Regions from separate parts of the Mus musculus genome. Here all the other regions are linked to region 3. The links are chromatin contacts, called in public HiChIP or PLAC-seq and promoter capture Hi-C maps. All regions are on one chromosome and are shown on one strand. The core of a region is the stretch at or near the end of the contact, and the rest is flanking DNA. Distances in the headings are between cores, read along the strand shown.

Region 1 (4,290 bases), core at 1,324-3,823, 680 kb before region 3:
CATCTGGACTAACAGTTAAAGGTGATTTTGACTAACAAGGACAATTGGATTCAAGTAGAGGGTCGGCTGCAGATATGAGCCTTTCTCCACCATCTTAAAGCAGAATTCCAGGAGATGAACTCTCTGTTAGGTTCAGCTGTTTGCTTTGATAAAGCAGGACTGAAAGAATAATACTTATGTACGTATTATGCACAAAGGAGCATCGGCTGAATCAATCTCGATACATGTGATTGAGTGCTGTCCAAAAGTAAATGGTATGTTCTATTTTGGGAAGGGAGTCAGAGCATCTCTAAGGAAGATCCTTTAATCAAGAGATGCTTTTGATGCTCAGTTTTGTGGTACTGATGACTTTCAGTGCTAATGACATATGATTCTATTCCTGGACATGAAGTCTTCTTCACTGCTGTCTACAATGATCTCCAGTTTTGGATCAAAGGCGTGGCATCCAAGGAGAAGCATCTTGTGATTTCAGACAATATTTCAGTATTTCAGTTGTGTTAATCCCTCCTTATTGGCTGAATTCCAAAGCCCTCAGTGGATAGAGGAACTGAAACTGGCCAGTACCAGACTCTATGTACATTGTTTTACACACACACACACACACACACACACACACACACACACACACAGAGAGAGAGAGAGAGTGAGAGAGAGAGAGAGAGAGAGAGAGAGAGAGAGAGAGCATACACTAAGTACATATTATACAATGAGGTTTTCACAGCATTCTTTCCTACACTTTAAAGGCAGGGTTACCCCTTAGTCCAGGCTGACTGCTAACCCTCTGTGTGGCTGAAGATGACCTTGAGCTCCTGATTTTCCTGCCTCTGCCTCCCAAGTGGTGGAATTATAGGTGTGCACCACCCAGAACAAGTAGGGAATAGGAGACTATAAAGTACTCAGTCCTAAGTGGCACATCTGCATCTCATCCCACCGCAAAACAAAGCTCTGCCATTATCACAGAAGAGGGGAAAGAATGACTGCAGAGCCAGAGATGGTGGACAACTTCAATGAAACACTGTCTTTCAGACACAGTAGGGCAGTTGCATATATGAATTCAGGCCATTTGTGATAGCCTGCACAAGACCTTCGAAAGCTCAAGTCAGGTAAAGGCCCAGAGTAGTCGGGGGAGTTGGGCATGGAGTTCCAACGTCATCTGGGGAGTCATTGACAGCTGATGGCTGCTAGGAGTGGGAGAGTCAGTTTTGTTCAAGGATACAGTCCCTATGAGGCCACCTGTGCTCCAGGTCATGACCTTAAGCCCATGCACACACTGGCAGTGCTGTCTAGACTCAGTGGGAAAACAAAACCCCAAACCTTCAGCTTCTCAAGTCATGTCTTCCATGTTTGCAATCATAAACAGGGAAAGCAAACACTTGCCTGCACCTACCACACATAACTGGCCCCTCAAATCCCCCTCTGGTCAACAAAACCCTCCACTTTCCCAGACCCTATGTAAAGTTTATAATGCAGTTTTGGTGACTTTTTTCTCTGTACTTTTTTCCTGATTTTTTTTTTTCTTTTTTTTTCAGTTTTTTGAGACAGGGTTTCTCTGTATAGTCTTGGAGGTCCTGGAACTCACTTTGTAGACCAGGTTGGCCTCGAACTCAGAAATCTGCCTGTCTCTGCCTCCCAAGTGCTGGAATTAAAGGCATGCACCACCATGCCCGGCTTCCTGATTTTTTTTTTAACTATTTTTTTTTATAGTTTCTGACAAACAGCCTTAAAGAGTTGTGGGTTTACATTCTTGACACAGTATAGACAGGCTAGATTTTAAGCACTGCAGTTTTAGATAAGGAAACTCAGTTATGTCACTGAACTCCATACCATACCATGACCACTGTAGACATACTTTCGGCCTCTGTGTCTGTCTCTTTTCATCCATCCCTAAGTCATGGTACCCTTCATAAATGCCTCCTATCAGTCTTCCACATTTCTGGCAAACAGGGTGCCACATCCCTCAACTCCTCCAGTGCTCAGTGCTAGAATGGCATGGAGAGGAGTCGTGGTGTTTGTGTTCTGCAGAGAAGTCTGGACCAGGCAAGACGCTTTATAGTGAGTCTGCCTGCCAGAAGAATCTCTTTCCTTGTAGATATGAAATATCTTCAGGATCTTGTGGCTAAAGTCAAAAGAATACCTGCTCAAGTTTCACACTGACTGACTGATTAAAGATGGAACCAGTGAGCTTTTTATTAATCCAAAGTTGTAGCCATCTACACTCTTCAGCGCTGGTAGATGGTTGCTCACTTTCATAGCAATAACTTAAAACTGTAAGAAAAATCATAACTCTGGAAGATATTCTAATGTTACAAGGAAAAATAAAGTGACTGACCTGGGGGAAGAGATGGGGGTGACTCATGCCAAGCCCCCAGTGTCCTGGGTGGCTTTAAACCGAGGTAGATACTTGCTGTGTCCATTTCACAGGAGATGCAACACTTAACTGGTGGTGAGAAGGGACAAACTCCAAGGCCTTTGAGGTGAAATAAGCAAAAGAAAGTCCTCTGTGAATGCTCTGCTCTGTTCCCACACCCACTGATTCCTGTCTCTGAGGGTTTCTCCATGGTTACTGACTGACCTTGCTGTCTGTCCCACCCACACAGCTTACACACTACTGTCTTTTTTTTTTTTTTCTGTGTTCTTCCCTCATACAAAACACCATGACCACAGCTTTCCTTCCTTCCTTTCCTCCTACTTCCCCTTCCTCTCCGCTCCCCCAGATCCACTGCTCCTTTGTCTCCCTTCAGAAAGGAACAGGCCTCCCAGTGACATCAACTGAATACAGGATAACAAGATGCAATAAGACTGGGCACAAATCCTCTTACCAGGGTTGGATAAGACAGTGCAGCAGGAGGAAAAGATTCCCATGAGCAGGGAAAAGAGTCAGAGACACTCGAACTCCAACTGTTAGGAATTCCAGAAGAATACCAAGCTGACAGCCATAACATATATGCAGAGGGCCTAGTGCAGACCCATGCAGGCTTTATGACTGCTGCTTCAGGCTCTGTGAGTCCCTATGAGCCCTGCTTAGATGATTCTGTGGGCCATGTTCTCCTGGTGTCCTGGTGTCCTCCATGCCTCTGGCTCCCACAGTCCTTCCTCTGCCACTTTCATGGGGCTCCTGTGCTCTGCCTAATGTTTGGCTGTGGGTCTCTGCATCTGCTCCCATTACATGTTATTGTCTTAAGAAAGGAAGGTGTAACATGTGGTCTTCTTTTGTTCTGAATCTGGTAACCATTTGTTTTGAGTTATTCTCTCAAGGTGAATGCAGCCGAGGGTCAGTGAAATGCAACATTCTTCCTCAATTCAAATTTAAGTGACTGATTTTTACCAATTTACCAGCAATCAAGATACAATATATTATTGTAAAAATAAATAGTAATATGTGCAAGTCCACAGTTATACGTGACATGAGCTGAAGCTCTAAGATCCTCCTGAAACATCCATGCTGTGAAGGAAGCTGTGAGATGTGGACATGTCATGACTGTGGGAAGAATTCATGACTGACACAACAGGAAAAACACTGAGGGCGGAGCGACACCTGCAGCTCTGGCTCTACCCTGTCCTGAAGGTCCAGGTGGGTGTAACATCATTCACCTGAGTGAAAGGACTTCATCTGTCAGAGCTCAGGGAGTGGAGGACTTGGGTCTATGGGATGTGATAACTCCTCCAAGGGTTTCCAGGCCTAGAGTCTTAGAGCAAGGACTACTAATGCCGAGTCACACATTCACACATTATAAGTGATAAAGAAAAGCAAGGACTTCCTTAAAGTCACCTTCTGTGGTCAGAATGGAATTGTACCAGGCACTCATCACTAAATGACAGTGCAGGTGTCAGCTGGCTGAGAGTTCCAGGAGACAGAAGGTGCACACTCATAGCATATGCCACAAGATCACTGAAGAAGGAAGCAGGGGGAATTATATATGAGGGCCTCACAGCTCACTTAAGACTCAGTGGGGCCTCCTCAGCTGTCTCTGATGACAGCCATTTTACTCAACACAAGGCTGAGCATAGGGTTCTGCACCATGCTCCATCTATTTTTTTTTCAGTCCTCGTGAATTTGAGGCAAGCACTCAATTGCCTATGTTCCTGACGCTTCATGCTTTGCCTAGACCGAAGATTTTAGCAATCACACAATATTTTTCATCTTTAGTCATGATATTTTACAGTCAAATATAGAGAATCCATGAAAATGGATTCAACTTTTAGTACATAAAAGATTTCAGCATATATAAGAACCTCAAGCCTTAGTATATAAAGAACACACCCAAATGCTTATTAGTGATGCTTGTTTCT
Region 2 (3,981 bases), core at 701-3,200, 650 kb before region 3:
GCTCAAACATTATTTTTATTCTAGTTATTTGTTTCTTTTCTTCAGGTTTATTTCCAGATTAGTAACCTTTAGGATAATGATTACTTCTTTTTATCTGTTTTAAAGACTTCCTAGACACTTTTTATGAATTTGGTTGTGAGCCTAGCCTTTACCGCTGAAACATCTCGACAGCCCTCTAGTTTTCTTGATTTGGGATCATAGACAGTAGGATTTGAGGAAAGCATTATTATTTTTCTCTATATTAGTCTTCTTTTTTTATTAGGTATTTTCTTATTTTACATTTCAAATGCTATCCCAAAAGTCCCCCATACCCACCCACCCCCACTTCCCTACCCACCCACTCCCACTTCTTGGCCCTGGTGTTCCCCTGTACTGGGGCATATAAAGTTTACATGACCAATGGGCCTCTCTTTCTAGTGATGGCCGACTAGGCCATCTTCTGATACATATGCAGCTAGAGACATGAGCTCTGGGGGGACTGGTTAGTTCATATTGTTGTTCCACCTATAGGATTGCAGACCCCTTTAGCTCCTTGGGTACTTTCTCTAGCTCCTACATTGGGGGCCCTGTGTTCCATGCAATAGCTGACTGTGAGCATCCACTTCTGTGTTTGCCAGGCACCAGCATAGCCTCCTAAGAGACAGCTATATCAGGGTCTTTTCAGCAGAATCTTGCTGGTTTTCTTATACCATTTTCAACAAGGTCTTTTCTCCACTTTTGTTAGGCATGATGGGAAAACAAAGACTTGCTTTTTCCCAACACAAAATAGCTGACACCATCACTCCCCGTGGAGTTATCTACCAGGCCCTCTTCCACTCTCCACTGACCCTTACGTAAACATTATAATGAAATTTATTTGGTGACTCTGAGACTTTCTCCTTGACTCAAACCTTTGACAATTTAATAGTTTCTAACAAGAACCACTAAAGTTGGAAGTCCACATGTTACAACACATAGAGAACATCATATTGGAAAACAACTGCCCTGTGTTCAGTTAGACAGCAGACTAGAATTTTGTTTTCATGATTATTTTATACACTCTCTACCTGAGTTTCTGTTCTCTTACATCTCAGCCATCCTTATGTCACATACTTCACCTCTTGGTAGACTTCCACATTTCTTTTGCTAGAATCATTAAATCCTCTGGTGGACAAGAGTGCTACTTTTGGCCAGCATTGAAAGATTAATTCCCAACTGGCTCAGGTAACTTGTGGTTCCTCCACTTATAGCTGTTATACTTTGCAAGAGAGAAAGAACCAGCTTTTTAACAAATTGAATAAATTTTAATATATAAAAATTACTGGCTTTTAATTTAATTCAGACCTTTCATTTTTACTATGACTTTCCCCACAACGAATGTCTTCCTTTTCAGGCGACAAAGACATTAACAATGACGTCTACACACTTCACTGTGAAGGGAGAGCTGGGGTTGCCACCAAGGTAGAACGGGATCGTAGTGTCCATGTTCTGTAGACGAATTTGGAATTAGCAATGGAATGCAGCAAGTATCTCTTAAACCACCCCTTGGCTCATGGGAGTAAAATATTCTTTCTTAGAATTCTTAGCAAAGGCAGAATAGGAGAAGTAATGTTCGGATTTCCTTCTGACTACACGAGTAAAAATGGACTCTATGGCATTTGTAGAACTGTGGTTTTCTGCAGGCAGGATAGCTATACTATTTAACTCTAACATATACCTGCTTGTCACCTTTAAATCAATGACTTACACCCATAAGTTTTGGAGGATAATCTTAACTCTGGAAGATAATTCAAATGCCAGAAGCAAGCTGCTTACCTGGGGAAAGAGATGGAGGTGAATCATGCTTAGGTTCTTGGATCCTGGCTAGGTTTAAATCTGCATAGACCAGTGTTGTTGAATCCATTGTAGATGGAGGGACTTGACACCGGCCTCGTGAACAGGGACAAACTTTGAGTCCTGTGAGGTGAAATGAGCCAAAAAGGAAGTCCGCTGGGTATGCTGTGCTGTGTGTGTCCACACCCGCCCACACTGGTGGCTGAGGGTTTCTCCATAGCTATTGACCTGGTGTCTGTCCTACTCTCAGGCTTCCTTTTCTTTTTTTCTTTAGACAAGAATGTGCCACATACAGAACGTACGGTTTGGTTTCTAACAAATTTCTGGAAAGGTCTTTCTTATGTTCTTATTCCTCTAACCATCCGTTATGAGTTATCCTCTCAGATCTCCAATGAGTGAAATATTTATCCTGAGTTCAAATTTACCTTTCCCTCAGCCCCCAGGGATTAAGATGTGTGACATTTTATTCTATGTTATGAAAATGTGGATTAGGACACAAATGTCCACGGTACTATCTGACGTGAGTTGAAGCTCTAACATCCTCCTGAAATTTGCATACTGTGAAGGGAGCTGTGGATTGTGGAGATGCTGCTGTGGTGAGAACCCATGGCAACACAACAGGAAAAGCAGCAGGTCCCACTCAGTGCTGTTCTGAGCTAAGGGCTCCATCATTCAGAGCTCAGGGAGTGGAGGACTTGGGTCTATGGGATGTGCTAACTCATCGAAGGATTTGTAGGCCTAGAGCCTTAGAGCAAGGACCACAAATGCCCCCATGTCGGGTATTGTCATATCACAAGTGAAAAAGAAGAAGAAAATCAAGGATTTCCTTAAAGCCACTTTCTGTGGTCAGAGTGGAGTTGAACAAGTATCGGGTACTGGCAGCAGTCTGCTGGCTGTGAGTTCTAGGAGACAGGGGATGTGTACAGACAACTTGGGGCTCACACTCATTTTTCCATGACCATAATGACTATGAAGTATGGGTAAGCCTGTGTTAGTATCTCACAGATCACTTAAGACACTGTGAAATGTCCTCAGCTGTCACTGATGACAGTCCCCTCACTCAATACTCATGCTATTGAAACCTAAGACTTCAACAAGTGTATGGGATTCTCCAGACTTGTCCATCCTGAGAGATCCTATGTATTTATTTTGCTCAGATTACTAAACCTAGCAGGCAACAGTACTAATTTCAACCAGTGCTGAAATGTTAGTGTATATATAAATTTCAAATACATCAGGACCTCAGGCTTTAGTATATATAAGAATCACCTGAAAGTTTGTTAATAATTCACTTCCTATACTTAACCCTCCTCTCTTCCCTAGATATCACGAGTATCTTCAGTGGGAAATGTGTGAATAACATTCCAAATATTTGAGGTGGCTCATGGATTATGCTTAAGCAAACAGCCTTCGGGTCAGTGAATAAGAGGATAGATTAGAAAGATCAATAGAGTACAGAGAAGTCTGAAGCTGAGATTAGATGAAAAATAAATCTTTGAGGATTGACGTTTAAGGTGGTTTTTAGGTTTACTTTATTATTGTATGTGTATTGGTGTTCTGTGGGTGTGAGCTGCCATGTTGCCATGTAAGGTGGGAATTGTCCCTCTGGAAGGACAGCTGGTGCTCTTGACTACTGAGCCATCTCTGCAAGCCCAACATTGAAATGTTGCATGTTCTGAAGCCTGACCATGATGGATCTACAGTGGCCTTACTAAAATCAAGAGATGTGAGGGGAGATACTTTCATCAGCAAGTGCTTCCAAAAGCCTCTAAGCCACAAATCGTAAAGAAACTAAAAATAACAACCAGTGACGATTGTTATTGCCCATGCAGCTGATAGACCACTTTTCCTGTGACAGAGTGGCAGGGGCAATACCAAGTACTGAAAGTAGTTTTTTTTACAACAGAAGTTTTGTTATGTGGCCATCATTGAACAGATAAAAATAAAACCCTCCTGAGAATACATGTCAGGAGAATCTGACTGACCAAAGTCATCCGATCACCTAATTGCCCAAATGATAGTTCCACCGCAAAATATGTCAGATGTCAGGACTATAATGATCTTGTTGCTATAAAATATAAGGAGTGTGGGCAGGTGTGTGTAGTTGTGTGCAGAAGAATACAATGTGATATTATGCATATACAACGTGTTATGAAATCTAAAGGGCTT
Region 3 (4,360 bases), core at 72-2,571:
TGCTGGGACTGAGCACTTTAGTTTACGCAGCATACGCATATAAGCCATGCCCCTTCCCTCAATCAATTTTTAGACTATTTTCCAAGCAAATTTCACAAGAGAGTGATTGTGTAAGTGGTTATAAATAATTGCATAATGTGAACATCAAAAAGCGGAAGAAAACAAACTGACATTAGAACCCGTCAGTCATCTCTTCCTTTAAGTTAACAGCGAACTGATTTTTGTTTTAAGCTGATGATACCAACAACAGAAAGCCAAGTCATAGAGCTGCCCAATAGGTGACCCTGAAAGAGACTAAAACACTCACTCCGTGTTAGGACTTTAATGTCCTTTATTCTTGTCTTGTTTCCGTTTTAATATCTATCTCCTGATAATGAGACATTTTAATGTAGCTTGTGTTTTCCATAGCTGACATACTAACATCTCGTTTTATAAAATCCAAATTAATCTCTTACCAAAAGAGCATAGCGGATTTGGGATTTACACCCCATGACTCCTGGCTTCTCTTTGGGTTTAACCAAAGATGCATTCATTTTTATTTCCCACACACTCCTCTATGGTTGCATAGAGGACCATGACTTTAGCATACTGTGTTGTATGATTGTACAGGTTGTTCGTTTATCTGTTTCCTGGCCCCCTCACAAGTTGCTAAAAAACAAGGAAAAAGCAACTCTACTAAAATTCTTTCATCTTTCTCTTTTACTCATGTTACCAGTGCTACCTCTGACTGTAGAGTAGAGTAGTCCTGTTTTCTGCCATAAACCAAAAGCAATTTGTGGAAGTCGTTGATGACTTCCAGCAGTCTTTAAAACTATACACACACACACACACACACACACACGTGTGTGTATACATGTATATATATATATATATACATATATATATATATATATATACATATATATACATACATACATATATATGTGTGTATACATGTATATATATATATATACATATCATATACATACCACATATACCAAATATATATCATACACACACGCATATATGAAAATATATTTTTGTAGGCAGTTCTACAAATCAAGAATCTCTCCAGGTCTCTACTTCTGTTATTTCAGTTAATGAGAACAAAGGTGCTGTTAGCAGAAAGAAAATGGATACCTTTCTCTGATCCCCTGGGCCTTTTATGGATGTCTTGAGTGCTGAAGTCTAATTGAGTATATCCATCTTCATCCAGATTCTCTATATGAGAGTGATATTTCATTGCTTCACAGGGCCCTAGGTAGGCAGAGCACTTGAATGTTCTTTACTATAAAATAACTGCCAGGATGAGGCTCACTAACCCAAACCCTGAAACAGCCCTTTGCGAGGTTCATGGAGCACAGCTTAAGTAGTCAAGCCAGTGCCCAAAGCAGGAAATGAAAACGCGTTGGAGTAATTTCCCTTTTTTCCTCTAGATCCTGTTTCTGAGGCTGTAACTTCTGAAGAAAACTGAAATGCTGTATGATGCATGACTGTCGTTTTAGATCAACTGTATGACTGATCCATTGACTACAGTCTTAAAAGACATTGGTTACACTCCCCATTGAAACTGACACGATTAATTGGTATGGCCTACATAAACTTTTAAGCAGTTTGAGTGTCTTGAATTCGACACTGGCTTGTTAGAACTCTGATTGCATCCCCACATCCTTTCATGTGTTCATGCCATCCATTGTAGTAAATACTCTATAACTGCCTGGAGTCGGCAGCATTGGCGGAAGGCTCTCCACAAGGAAATTTATTGCCTGATGGAGGAATCACAGCTGAGCATCCAAAGTACATCACTCCAGCGACACAAAGCGAATGATTCTCTTGGAGGTTTATCATGGAGTAGAAATAGATAGGCGCAAACATTTACTGGGAATGATTCTGCCTTAGTTACTTCACAGCACACCCGCATTCTCATTCTGTCGCCCTCTCTAAGAATTACGCTTTAGCACATATTAGCATTACTATTTTCAAATAAGGAGAAGAAGACATGGATACTCGAAGATGGAAATTTCAAAACTAGAACAAGGGACTAGAACAAAGTCTACTAAGTTTTTAAGACTTGGAATTACTTACTGTTGCACTGGCTTCATTCTTCTGGACTCTTATGATACATATAATAGCCTGAAACATAAAAATAAATTCTCATTCTCTCTCTCTCTCTCTCTCTCTCTCTCTCTCTCTCTCTCCTCTCTTGCAATTCTCAGATTAACAAAAAATGATCAAATAAGTACAGTTTTGAAACAACCATCACTTGATTACTGCTGTAAGTCAACAAGGAGAACATCAAAGAAATGAGAATAGACTTAGTTTAAGGATATGATTGAATTGGAGAAGAAGGTTTTCCATGAATGGAAGTCAGAGTCCACAAAACAAAATTTGAAGACTTTTTCAAGGCTAGAGTGTGCTAATAAAAAAAAAGCTGCAATACTAAAGGGATAGCTAGAGTGAGTCTTCATCAGGACTTGTCAATTGGCACTTATTAAACTAAGAAACTCCTCATCTTTATGACTTGAGGCAGTGGCACACCTGGAAACAATGCACTCTCCTCCAATTCCCAGAGACTGTGAGGAAGAGCAAGGACAATCATCCTCGAATGTTTGCCCTTGAGGAGACTGTTCAGGGTGGTGGACTTCTCATGCCAGAGAAAAGATACTATATTGCAAATCCCAAACATATCTGCTGTAAGAGTGGATTTACCTACCACCTGCTGTCAAGATGTTTTTGTTTTGTTCTGTTTTGTTTTGTTTTTTGAGACAAGATCTCAAAAACTCAGTATTCTCCCTGATCATGGGATACAAACTCAGCTCTGACTTAAGAAACTGGTAGCACTACGAGCATACTTGTATAGGTACCTCAGGCTTTTGGACCCATCAGTCCTTAGGAACAAAGCCCTTATTTACTTGGAAGCCATTATGGGCCTGCCAGGTGTACTGGTGAAGATGGGAGCAGTTGTTATCTGAAAATGAGTATGTACCTCTCAAAGTCTAATATGGATAGAGACAATAGAGCACTCAGCAGCGAGTGAGAGCCTTCATCTTACATAGTCTGCCACACAAGTCTTACTGAGTATTCCTGGATATGTCATAGAGGGGTTGTGTCTGCCTATCTCAATATCCACATTCAATCCAATAATGCAATCTTTGCAACGCAGCATGGTGAGATGTAGGAATCCTCCCACCAAATAAGGTATGCTGACATCTGAGAAAATGACACAAAGAGGAAGATGACCCTGGCCCATGCCATGAGATCTTCACATGAGAGGGAGAGGGAGTGAGAAATCCTCTTTCAGTGTCTAGAGGAAAAGGACATCCGTATTTCATAAGAAGACGCAGACAAGAGAATGCAAGCCAACAGTCCCTGCCAAATTCCCCTCAGTCATTGCTAATTAACTAAATTCTGGGTCACCCTTGGGGTAGAGACTTAAAAGTCTGAGGGGGTTGTTGATATGATAGCCTCCTGTGGGGGAAGGTAGTGGGTGACAGAGGAGTATGGGACATGGAAAGAATTAAATTTCATCACATAAACATATAAAAGTGTCATAAAAAATGAAAAACTGCTTCTAAGAGTTAAGAATCTTATGTATAGTCGTCATACTTACACTTCCTAAGAAATTAATCTTCTTACTCAACATGAATTTTTTCTTTTATTTATTTATTTATTTATTTATTTGATATTTTCTTTATATACATTTCAAATGTTATCCCGAAAATTCCCTATACCCTCCCTGCGCCCTGTTCCCCTACCCACCCACGCCCAATGAATATATATTGATAAACATACTTGCACATTTGTGTCTATAAGTATCAAATAAAAGATATTTTAAAAATCAATAACAATTATCATTCTTCAGTTGATAATTCTCCTTTTCCTTGTTTTTAGGCTAGCGTACAAACCAATGGAATTTCCAGGGACATTTCTATCCACATATGTCATTATACTTTATTCTCACTTGTTCTCCTTCCTACTTATTTCTGGTTAGGATCCTGGGCCTAGTGTAACTTCAGCCGGAGAGACGCTGAAGTAAGATGATTTCAAGGCCAGCCTGAGCTACATGAGACACTGTCTTAAAGAAATCATCTGTCTCTTCCTGATATAAAGATTAAGTGATGATGCTGTATCAGAAGATGGCCTAGTCGACCATCATTGGAAAGAGAGGCCCATTGGTCTTGCAAACTTTATATGCCTCAGTACAGGGGAACACCAGGGCCAAGAAGTGGGAGTGGGAGGGAGGGGAGTGGGGGGTGGTTTGGGGGACTTTTGGGGTTGCATTGGAAATGTAAATGAAGAAAATACCTAATTAAAAATTTTTTTAAAGAGATAAGTGATAATGCTTCAAATATCACATATATAATCTACGCTACAGTCAATG

What was found. Promoter capture Hi-C pulls out the DNA fragments that hold promoters and counts their contacts. HiChIP or PLAC-seq counts read pairs in DNA pulled down with a chosen protein or histone mark.
Region 1: an H3K4me3 HiChIP or PLAC-seq map of bone marrow-derived macrophages shows a contact between it and region 3, with 7 times the contacts expected there. The contact joins the promoter of Klrb1c here to the promoter of Clec7a in region 3. A contact is called at or near these places in 5 of 39 promoter capture datasets (the C10 cell line, cranial neural crest, frontonasal cranial neural crest and 2 more), 1 of 115 datasets of contacts at active chromatin or transcription factors (bone marrow-derived macrophages) and 1 of 9 other capture datasets (macrophages).
Region 2: a contact with region 3 is called in a promoter capture Hi-C map of neutrophils. The contact joins the promoter of Klrb1b here to the promoter of Clec7a in region 3. A contact is called at or near these places in 14 of 39 promoter capture datasets (the 3T3-L1 cell line, 3T3-L1-derived adipocytes, the C10 cell line and 10 more) and 3 of 115 datasets of contacts at active chromatin or transcription factors (astrocytes, bone marrow-derived macrophages and fibro-adipogenic progenitors).

What each region holds. Positions count from the first base shown.
Region 1 is chr6:128,786,068-128,790,357 of GRCm38.p6, forward strand. Klrb1c (killer cell lectin-like receptor subfamily B member 1C) reads right to left here and starts at 2,574. Exons shown (of 6, transcript NM_001159904.1): 1 at 2,330-2,574. The coding sequence starts at 2,558.
Region 2 is chr6:128,824,365-128,828,345 of GRCm38.p6, forward strand. Klrb1b (killer cell lectin-like receptor subfamily B member 1B) reads right to left here and starts at 1,951. Exons shown (of 6, transcript NM_030599.4): 1 at 1,795-1,951. The coding sequence starts at 1,882.
Region 3 is chr6:129,471,464-129,475,823 of GRCm38.p6, forward strand. It overlaps Clec7a (C-type lectin domain family 7, member a), which reads right to left and starts at 1,322. Exons shown (of 5, transcript NM_001309637.2): 1 at 1,120-1,322. The coding sequence starts at 1,222. All of the region lies in intron 2 of Gm45969 (a long non-coding RNA gene), which reads left to right.